2 separate regions of the Triticum aestivum genome follow, and region 1 is linked to region 2. The links are chromatin contacts, called in public Hi-C maps. All regions are on one chromosome and are shown on one strand. The core of a region is the stretch at or near the end of the contact, and the rest is flanking DNA. Distances in the headings are between cores, read along the strand shown. Region 1 holds the start of LOC123120784 (PRA1 family protein H). Region 2 holds the start of LOC123120780.

The links. A called contact is a pair of places that touch in the nucleus more often than the background predicts.
Region 1: a Hi-C map of leaf shows a contact between it and region 2, with 4 times the contacts expected there. The contact joins the promoter of LOC123120784 here to the promoter of LOC123120780 in region 2. A contact is called at or near these places in 2 of 5 Hi-C or Micro-C datasets (both in leaf).

The regions. Positions count from the first base shown.
Region 1 is chr5D:269,531,010-269,536,252 of IWGSC CS RefSeq v2.1, forward strand. It overlaps LOC123120784 (PRA1 family protein H), which reads left to right and starts at 3,650. Exons shown (of 4, transcript XM_044540771.1): 1 at 3,650-4,138; 2 at 4,277-4,416. The coding sequence starts at 3,714.
Region 2 is chr5D:268,961,891-268,966,966 of IWGSC CS RefSeq v2.1, forward strand. LOC123120780 reads right to left here and starts at 3,298. Exons shown (of 2, transcript XM_044540768.1): 1 at 2,974-3,298; 2 at 21-380. The coding sequence starts at 3,214. The coding sequence ends at 226.

The sequences.
Region 1 (5,243 bases), core at 2,400-4,899, 570 kb after region 2:
CTCCATCAACACTCGCCTTGAAAAACAGCAGGCTATCATCCGCGAATAAAAGGTGGTTCACCGACGAAGCCGATGGTGCCACATTGATGCCGCTGAGCTGGGATGATTCATTCTGAGACTTTAACAGGCACGAAAGGCCCTCTGCTGCCAACAAGAAAGGGTATGGAGAGATAGGATCTCCCTGTCGAATACCTCGAGAAGGGTTGAAACCCTCCAAAATGCTGCCGTTAAATAGAATAAAAATGAAACTGTTTTGACCATGTTCATGACGACCGTGATCCATGGTTCCGCAAAACCCAACTTCCTCATGATTGCTTCCAGATAATTCCACTCGACCCTGTCATAAGCTTTCATCATGTCCGGTTTGAGTGCACGGTGACTATTGCCCTTTGATTTGTTCCTCTTCATGAAATGTAAGCATTCATAAGCAGAAATTATATTGTCAGTAATCAGCCTTTCTGGGACAAATGCAGATTGCTCCTCTGAAATAATCTTTGGCAATATAACCTTCAACCGATTTGACAGAACCTTCGATGCTATCTTGTAGAAAACATTGCATAAACTGATAGGACGAAACTGTGATAACAAGGTAGGGTTTGATACCTTTTGTATTAATACCAGTAGTGTGTCGTTGACACATTCCAGACTCTCCTCCCCCCGCACAATGCCGAGTACTGCTCTCATGACAGCAGTGCCACAAGTGTCCCAATGATGTTGGAAGAAGTGTGCAGGAAAACCATCCGGCCCCGGGGCCTTGGTGGGAAACATTTGGAAGAGAGCGTTCCTGACCTCCACTTCCGTGTAAGGGGCGAGAAGTTGGTCATTCATAGCCATTGTCACTTTAACTGGGACGTGCTGGAGTACCTCCATATCTTGTACCCCCTCGGAGCAATACAAGTTTTTATAGTACTCCAATGCTAGAGCCTGCATCTCCATGAGGTCCTCCGTAACCTGCCCATCTTGTTTTTGCAAAGATTTAGTTAAGTTTTTCTGCCTCCTCATAGACGCTCTCAGGTGAAAAAAATGTGTGTTGTTGTCGCCTTCAGACAACCATTGAACACGGGATCTCTGACGCCACATGAGTTCTTCATGCAAATAGAGTTCAATCGATCTATCATTAATCTTAATCTCTGCATGACTCGGTCCAGCCTTGAGAGGATCATTTCTGAGCTTTTCCATCTCTTTCTTAAGCCGTCTGATTTCTCTTTTAACACTACCAAAGGACGTCTTGCTCCATTCGCCAAGATTATTAGATAGCACTGCCAAATTAGCTCGCACCTCCGAGCCATCAGATTGGGGCCGTTCGCCTCCCATGCATTCTGGACGGTGGGGATCAACCCAGGGTGGGTATCCCACATGCACTCGTATTTAAACCTCGTCTCAGCTCTCCTTCTAGCCGGTGGACTAAGGTGCAGCAGGATCGGCGAGTGATCGGATGTTGCCGCAGTGAGATGCTCCACGGCGGCCAGGGGGAATTGTGCGCACCACTCGGTCGAGCCAAAGGCTCTATCCAGCCTAACTCTAGTAAAAGATCCACCTGCCACTTTCTTTTCAAAGGTCCATTTGCGTCCCTGAAAACCTAGATCAATTAAGCCACACACGTCCACCGCATCCCTGAATCCTTGCATATGTGTTTGGTTCCTCGTGCCTATGCTATCATGCTCGTCGCGGCGCATCACCTCGTTAAAATCTCCTATACAGGCCCATGGCAGGTTATGGAGCGTTGCCAGATTCTTCATTGTGTCCCAATTTCTCTGTCGGATATGTGTTTGCGCTTCGCCATAAAAACATGACAGCCTCCACGGGTCACCACCAAGCTCTGAGATTTTCATATCTATGTGATACTGCGAGTAACCCAAATTCTCCATCTTTATTTCATTATTCCAATACATCGCTAAACCTCCGCTCCTACCAGAGGAGTCAACATAAAAAGAGTTATCAAAACCTAGAGTGCTTTTTAAGTTTTCAGCTATAACCCCACTAATCTGGGTTTCCACTAAGCAAAGTACTCCAGGGGCAAACTTTATCGCGAGTTCACGTAGCTCTTGAACTGTCGGGGCGTTGCCTATCCCGCGACAGTTCCAGCATATCAGATTCATTGTGCTCAGCGGTCCTCCCCGAAGGAGGCCGCCGATTTTGCTTCATTGATCTTCCCCGCTGCTGTGGTTTTGTTCAGAGCTACGATGGCTTGTTTCTCAGTCTGCTGGGTGGTCTTGGTTCTCTTGGGGTCTTGCTTTGGCGGGGGGCTCATTGGGGCTGCACCATCGCTAGACTTAGCTACCAAAACCAGTTCCATCCCCGTAGATCCCGTCTGGCTGGTGGGTTCTACAACCTGCTGCGATGAACGCTTTCGGTTGGAATCAGAGAGCTCCATATCAATAGCATGCTGCTCCTCCAGGTCCTTTGTCCCCTCCTCTAAGCTTGCGCCGGGCTGACCCCCTTGGGCCTTTGGTTTCTGGCTCCTGTTGCGTCGGCGGGTGCCCCAAGCAGTGGTCGCCGGTGCTCTCAAGTTTTTGAAGATTAGCGCTGAGGGGGGGTGGACTCCGTCCCTGTGCTCCTTGAACTCGTGACCCATCATGCCGCAGACCTGGCACCAGTCAGGTAGACGCTCATACTTTACCGCGAAGATCACCCTCTCTCCTCCACGGATCAGCGAGATTGCTTTCTTGAGAGGGTTTCTCACATCAAGGCGAACCCTAACTTTGTAGAAGTTTGCTTCAAAGTCAAAAGAAGATGGCTCTGGATCCACAAACTCGCCAATCTTGGCAGCAAGAGCCTTTACTTTCCCATGGAAGCCGATAGGAAGATCGATGATGCGGACCCAGATCTCAAATTTGTAGAGCTCTATCTCTGTTGGCTTTGTGAATCCATCATATGGGGCAATGATGGCCGGGTCTCCTCGGAAGTGCCACGGCCCCCCTTGGGTAACTCTCTCCCAATCACCCAGGCAGTTGAATTGCATTTGGAAGAGGTTATCCTCTAGGGTTTTGATTTTCACCGGCCTAGCGAGGTCCCAGGCTGCCCTCATGTTGCGGAAGAACCAGTAGGTACTACACCCTTTGTCCATGTGAACTCTAGCCAAGATCATCCAGCGGAGGTCCTCCTCCGCCGGGGCGTCATCTTCCTCAAAAACGATGTCATCGAGGTCGTCTTCCTTCAGGGCCAGCTCTTTCGTCAGCTCCTCTAGCTTGCCCTTTCCTTTTGATCCCGAAGCCACTGGATCGCCATGGTTCGCCATGGGTTGTCGAAGCAGATAGATCGATCTCCAGGGTCGGATACCGTCCGGGAGATTAAAAACCCTCACGCCCCTGCGAGTAGAGACAGAAAGCCAGGCCGGGGGCAGACGAGGCTACCCCGAGATTGGCCGGAGAACGGATCCCCGATCCAGCAGAGGAGGAGGAAAACAGGTCTCAACAATCGCCGCCGGCGTCGAGAGGAAAGAAACCCTAACGAGAGGGAAAACATGACACAGATGAGGCCATTGTAATGATAGCCTCAATTTAGGGCATTGGGTGAGAAAAAATCAAACCAATGCCTCATTATTTTTCTACCTAACTGGGCTGCTCTAAGATTGTGCCAAAAATATTTCCGTTCCCCATCCCACGGCGCACGCGCGGTCGCTCCTCCTGATCTTCTTTAAGTTGAAGAGAAGAGAAACACGCTGCAAAGCAGCCACCACCCCTGTCCTCCTAATCGTACGGCCCAGCGGCGACATGTCGTCGTCGTTCAAGCCCAACCCCCTCTCGCTGAGCGTACCGGACCCCGCTCTCGACCGCTGGCTCCGCGACTCCGGCTACCTCGACCTCCTCGACTCCTCCGCCCCCGCACCCGCCGCCGCCGCCCCAACACGCGCCAGCCCCGCATCCACCTCCTCGGGGGCCGGCGCCGCCGCCGACCTCCTCGCCTTCGCGCGCACCCTAGCCTCTCTCCTCGCGCTCAACCCCTTTGCGTGCCTCTCCGCCGCCGACCTCGCCGCGCCCACCCCCTCCTGGTCCCTCGCCTTCATCGGCGCCCCCGGCGTCGCCTCCTACTCCTGGCCCCCGACCCCCACCCAGGCCCGACTCCGCGTCCAGGAGAACGTCCGCCGCTACGCCCGCAACTATGCCGCGCTATCCATCCTCGTCTTCGCCTGCTGCCTGTATATGCCACTGCTATCTGCCCTCGTTCCTTCATCCTGCCTTCGTTTCGTTATCTTTAGTGTCTTTGCATGTCCGTGCGTGCGGATGGAGTATTAAAGCAGCTGCTGCTGCTGCTGTCTGTGGCGGCATGTGTGCAGGTACCGGATGCCTATGTCGCTGCTGGGGTTGCTGGCAAGCCTCGCCGTGTGGGAGGCTGTGCGGTACTGCCGGAACCGGTGGGAGCTCGCCACACGAGCGCCCGGAATTGGGCAGGCTCTTCTGCACTGTGCCCAGATTGGTGAGTGTTGGGTTTCGAATGCAGTTTCTGCGCAAACATTGCTAGTGCAATGATGAAACGAGCTAGGTGGAATTCATTTGCAGCAGCATTACTGACAGTGTAGAGGCATAGGTCCTTTGTTTTCTAGTATAAATAGATAAGATTGGTAGTGAATATATATGGAATTCATTTCTTAATATTCTTGTGGGATAGAAAGGATATCTTGAACAGAGCAACGTACAGGTTGGAAGACTTATTTTTTCTTTATGATGATTCTGACGTGTTTGCTTCGTTAATTTTTCAGCAACTTTGTAAATGCTTCGAGCAAGAAAAATGCCACAAAGTTCTATTTTCTTCAAGAAATTATAGATAATATGACAAAACACATAACTTGTTAAAGTTGTTCAACTTAGTCATAATATATACTCCCTCCGTCCCAAAATAAGTGACTCAACTTTGTACTAACTTTGTACTAAAGCTAGTACAAAGTTGAGTCACTTATTTTGGGACGGAGGGAGTATTTATTATGTAATTTACTGATTATCCCATGCAGCATGTTTCTTATTCGCTATTTATATCATGAGGAGCTGTCACACAGTACACATTAAGAATAATTCCTCATTTATTTTTTCAATTATTCATTTCTTGATCAATTGGAAAATATTTGTACAAACTGTGGAGTTTAATCCATGTGCCCAGTACATACATGGATGGGAGTTGCTCGTTGCTCATTGCATAACTTGAAATCTCAGATGCAATGGCGCTAGTGCAGCAACCTGGTTTTTGATGCGTAAAACACAAACCTTAAGGCCTACTCCCTCCGTAAAGAAATATAAGAGTGTTTAGAT
Region 2 (5,076 bases), core at 2,048-4,547:
GTACTCTCAGCATAATAGCATATCCCTAATTTTCGCCCACCTCGCGTGGCATATCATATATCAAAGAGAAGCTTTGCAACGCTACACACAATGTTACATTTGAATACATGCGAATCCACTGTGCACCTGAGCAGGATGTATAATACCACTTGCTTGTTCATACGAACACAGGAAAGTTATATATATACCAGTAAAACTGAGACACTAACCATTCCTAGGGCTTATTCACTTGGATTTGTTTCGAAATCGCTGGCCCTTCTTGCCCCCTGAGTTGTTACTTCCACCCCAAGCACTGCCCCAGAAAAACAGTGACATCCAGAAGAGAACTGCAAAGAATATCCGTAACGTATCCTGTAATCTTGACAACCTCTCTTGCCAATCTGCCCAAATGAAAAAACAAGATCAATTACATGCAGCCATGTCACAAGGATGCAACCATTATGTAGGACCTACAATTTTGAGGGAGAAACTGCCATACACAAGAAAACCATGTGCTAAAATGTAGAGAACTGATGGGTCCTCACTCCATAAGAACATATGTACAGAAACCATCCATTGCTCTGCTGGCTGAAGGCTCAAACAATATTAACTCTTAACGTTGACCTTGACAATCTAGATTAACTGTTCCAGTCCAGAGCCCCAGATGCAAGAAGTATTGATGAACTTCAGTAACCAACTAAGGTAATTAATTTCTGATTGGATGTATCTGTTTCTCAAAATAACCTATTGCTGACATGCTTCGAAGAAAACCTGTGGATCTTGTTGATGAAAGACGCTCTAGGTGTTCTCAAAACAACCATGGACTCCAGTACAAAGACTAAGGAAGAGAGACACTGTGTGAATATGCAGTGGGCATTGTTCTTCTATGTGTATGGTACGTAAGCTCTAGGCAATTTGAGACTGCAACTGAAGCTTCTTGTCAATGAGGTTAAGGGTACAAGCCCTAGGCCAATGAGCTACAAATGTTTGCAAAGTATATTGTTAGACTTTGTGCTTCATGATCCGGCTGTGAGGTTAGACCATGTTTGAGTTTGTGTGTCACCTAGTAAAGTCTTTGTATTTATTCAAAAGTAATTGCAGCAAGCTATTTAGATCCACACAAAGAAAAGGAACCAGTTAGAACGCCAAACATTGAATGACTTGGTGTGAGTAGCTTTCAAAAGAGGCGTGAGAAGGTGGGCGGCAAAAGCTATGACCCTTTGGTCATTGAGGATTTTGATTGGGACTATATATGGGTTGACCCAAGAATTCCACCACATCGAGGTGCTTTAGGGTGTCCTGAGGACATTATGGCTATGTTTGGTTTTAGCCCAAGTTTGCCCTACCAGCCAAATATTTGGCCAAGCTTTTGCTTTGCCATGAGTTGCCCAACATTGACAAGAAAAATGAACTAGAGTTGGCTAAGAGACATCAGCTTGACAAAAAATCAGCAACCATAAAAATTAGCTGCTGCTCTTGAGCGAAACACTGCCTCCGGTGCCTCGAACTCCCACAATGACGCAGGAAATAGGGGGATATGGGGACATCATATGGAAAATAAACGTCCCAGATCCCAGAGAGAATCAAGATCTTTGGCTGGAGGGTTGCTACGTGCTCGTTAGCAACAAAAAGAAATAAATGTAAACGTACAATCGTCCATGACAATGTGTGTGACATCTGCGGTAATGGAGCTGAGGATGAATACCACGCCGTCATCGCATGCACTAAGAGTAGAGCCCTAAGGTTTGAAATGAGAAAGAAATGGGCTCTACCGAATGAGAAGGAGTTCAGATACACCAGTACAGGCTGGCTACAAATTCTGCTTGACAATAATAATGCAGAGACAAGAATCAGAATTGTATTGTTCATGTGGAGAGCTTGGTTCCTGCGGACAATTGTGTCCACAATGATGGGAAAGAATCAGTATCGTGGTCCGTGATGTTTCTGGTTGGGTATGAGGAGAAATTGAAAAATCTGGACCAACCAGCTACGGGAGACAAAGGAAAGAGCAACTGGGCTCTCACTGCTTCTGCCCCTGTCCAACCTAGGGATGCGAGTGGAAACTGGGAGGCTCCGCCTGAGGGGACAGTGAAACTGAACTCTGATGCAGCATTCCTTCCGGACGCCGAGGCGAGCTGGGCGGGTGCAGTAGCACGTGACCACAGGGGCCGAGTCTGCAGAATTGGCGTGAAAGGAATGTTCGCCAATAAAATCACGCCAATTCTGCAGGTCGTCCATCAGCTTAAGGCTGATGCTGGTGGTCAGGAAGCTTTAGCTCCCCTAAGAATACCATTTTACCCTTCAAAGCAGGGCACTCAGTTTTTTAAGGTAGTAATGGAAGAGTTGGTTGGAGTATGGATGAAGCTTATCCGTTGGATTGACATAGGTAGACACTCCATTATCATTGAGGGTGCCGTAGAAGAACTCCTAGGTTACAAGTCATCTTATCTTAACTAAACAAACTACCAGTATATTTTTCGTCTGAACCAAGATGAATCCCATAGAACATGAACTCGCATCCACAGAAAAATAACGCCCCAAATATGGAAACATTTATGCAACAAACTACTCCCACCGCTTCTAAATATAAGCCTTTTTAGAGATTTCAATAGGACTACATACAGATGTATATAGACATATTTTAAAGTGTAGATTCACTCATTTTATTACGTATGTAGTTCGTATTGGAATCTCTAAAATGGCTTATTATTTAGGAACTGAGGGAGTTTTTTTTTTTTGGGTAAGATACGGTCAAGCTCCGCCCCTCATTCGGCCACGGGTATTATCTTGGCGGAAATTTGTAAGGTGCTTTTCCAATCCCCCGAAATGCCAATTTAAGTTCGTGAGAGACGGCTTTCAAGAGCTCCCGTAATGACCAGCAACGATAAACTGAAAATCAATCCTCTAGAGCCTCTAATCCCTAACTACAACTGATTGGAGAGTAGTATAAAAACTACAGTAAGCAAACGGAGAGGTGCGAGGCAGTGGCGCTACCTTGAGGAGATGGAGGCGGTGGCTCGGAGGAGGGCGGCAAGGGTCCGGCAGCGCTTCGGCAGCGGAGGCTGAGCCAAGAACTGCAGCCACGGCCCAAGGCGGAAGTAGAAACCGCGCCTGCTGCTGCTGCTGGTGGATTGAAGCGGAGGCGGGAAGGACAGACTGGTGGGAGGGCGGACGAGGTGCAGGTGGAGGTGGAGGAGGGGAGAGGTAGGAGACGAGGGGAGCTCGTCGTCGCCATCGGTGAGAGGTGGTAGGTTGCTAGGTTAGGGTGGGAGGCAGGGAAACGTACCTGGGCACCGGGTCTTGTGTGGTGCGCCCGCTGTTCCCCATTCCGGCTGTATGCATACTAAAAACGTTATCCAAAATAATTAAGAACTTTGTTTTAAGTCAAACATTTTTAAGTTTAACTATTTTTATAAAAAACGAGTATACATGTCCATGTGTTGTTACGTACGTACAAACTCGTAAAATCTGATTCATGTGTTATTACGCACCATAGTTTATATTCAATTCTGATAAACATCTATACTAAGGTTACATTGATTATTGATTTTTGAAGTATGAAGTTTTGACGTTAAAAAGCCATCTTAGTGTTCTTCATCTAATGGAAGAGTAGTGGTTCATGGAATAGTTTGTGAAAAACATGATTCTTTTTTAAAGTGAATGTTTTATTAAAATTGGATTTTAAGGAGAACATTATTTAAAAAAATTAATATTTTTTATTTTTTTGAACATTTGTAAATGCATATTCTCAATAATATATTTTTTTGGAAATTTTGACCAGTCTTTAAAAGTGTGAACATATGTAAAACTATTTTAAAAAATTAACTATCTTTACTCTGTTGATTTTTTAGATAGAGTTTGTTGTTTGGTTGGGAAGAGTTATTATGTTTATTATTTAGGGATAATTGTATTCATACCCGTAGTTATGTCCCCCTCAATCGATATGCCCCTAGTTTTTGAAAGCACGCGGTCTTGCCCAACCTACTTTGTCGTCTTGTGCTTTTACCCTTTGACCGTTTGATCGTCAGTTTGAAAACTTCATAACTAATTCATACTAAATCCAAAAAATACAAATAAGATGCCAAAATGTTCCGAGAAACATCACCTATATGTCAATGTCACTTGCATTCATGACAAAAGTGTTGGTAAGTGGACATTCGAGTTTTAGCTCTTATCATACCACCATGAACAGTAAAATATAAAAAAATTCAAAAAATTCAAGAAAAAATTGGTGGCAAAGTATTGCAAATGTTTTAAGTGTTTGCCAAGTTTCATGAGGGAATGACATTCTTGGAAGTCGTGGCAAAAATAATAATCTATTTTCGAGTTTTTATTGTTTTTTTTGCCACGACTTCCACGAATGTCATTCCCTCATGAAACTTGGCAAGCACTTAAAACATTTGCAATACTTTGCCACCAATTTTTTCTTGATTTTTTTGAATTTTTTAGATTTTACTGTTCATGGTGGTATGATAAGAGCTAAAACTCGAATGGCCACTTACCAACACTTTTGTCATGAATGCAAGTGACATTGACATATAGGTGATGTTTCTCGGAACATTTTGGCATCTTATTTGTATTTTTCTGATTTAGTATGAATTAGTTATGAAGTTTTCAAAGTGATGGTCAAACAGTCAAAGGGCAAAAGCACAAGACGACAAAGTAGGTTGGGCAAGACCACGTGTTTTCAAAAACTAGGGGCATATCGGTTGAGGGGGACACAACTAAGGGTATGAATACAATTATCCCTATTATTTAGGCTTGGCCCAAATAAGTCAATTCATGTACACACTTCGCGTACAAAGAGAATACACACTCTCTTTTTCTAAATAAAAGAAAGGCATACACAAGAACTCATCTCCCTTCCCCATTCCTCTTTCTCAAGCCCCCAGCCCAAGACCAATTCTCTAGATTTCTTTCTATAATTGCTATTACATTATTTGTTTTATTTTATTTTTGCATCATCATGTAATCATGCCATTAAATATTTACAACCCAAATTAAGACGTAAATGGATAAATTACATAGATCTTTGATCTATTTAAAATGAGAGAATTCACATGGTAGTTCTTTTTATAACCAATGACCATATCCTCC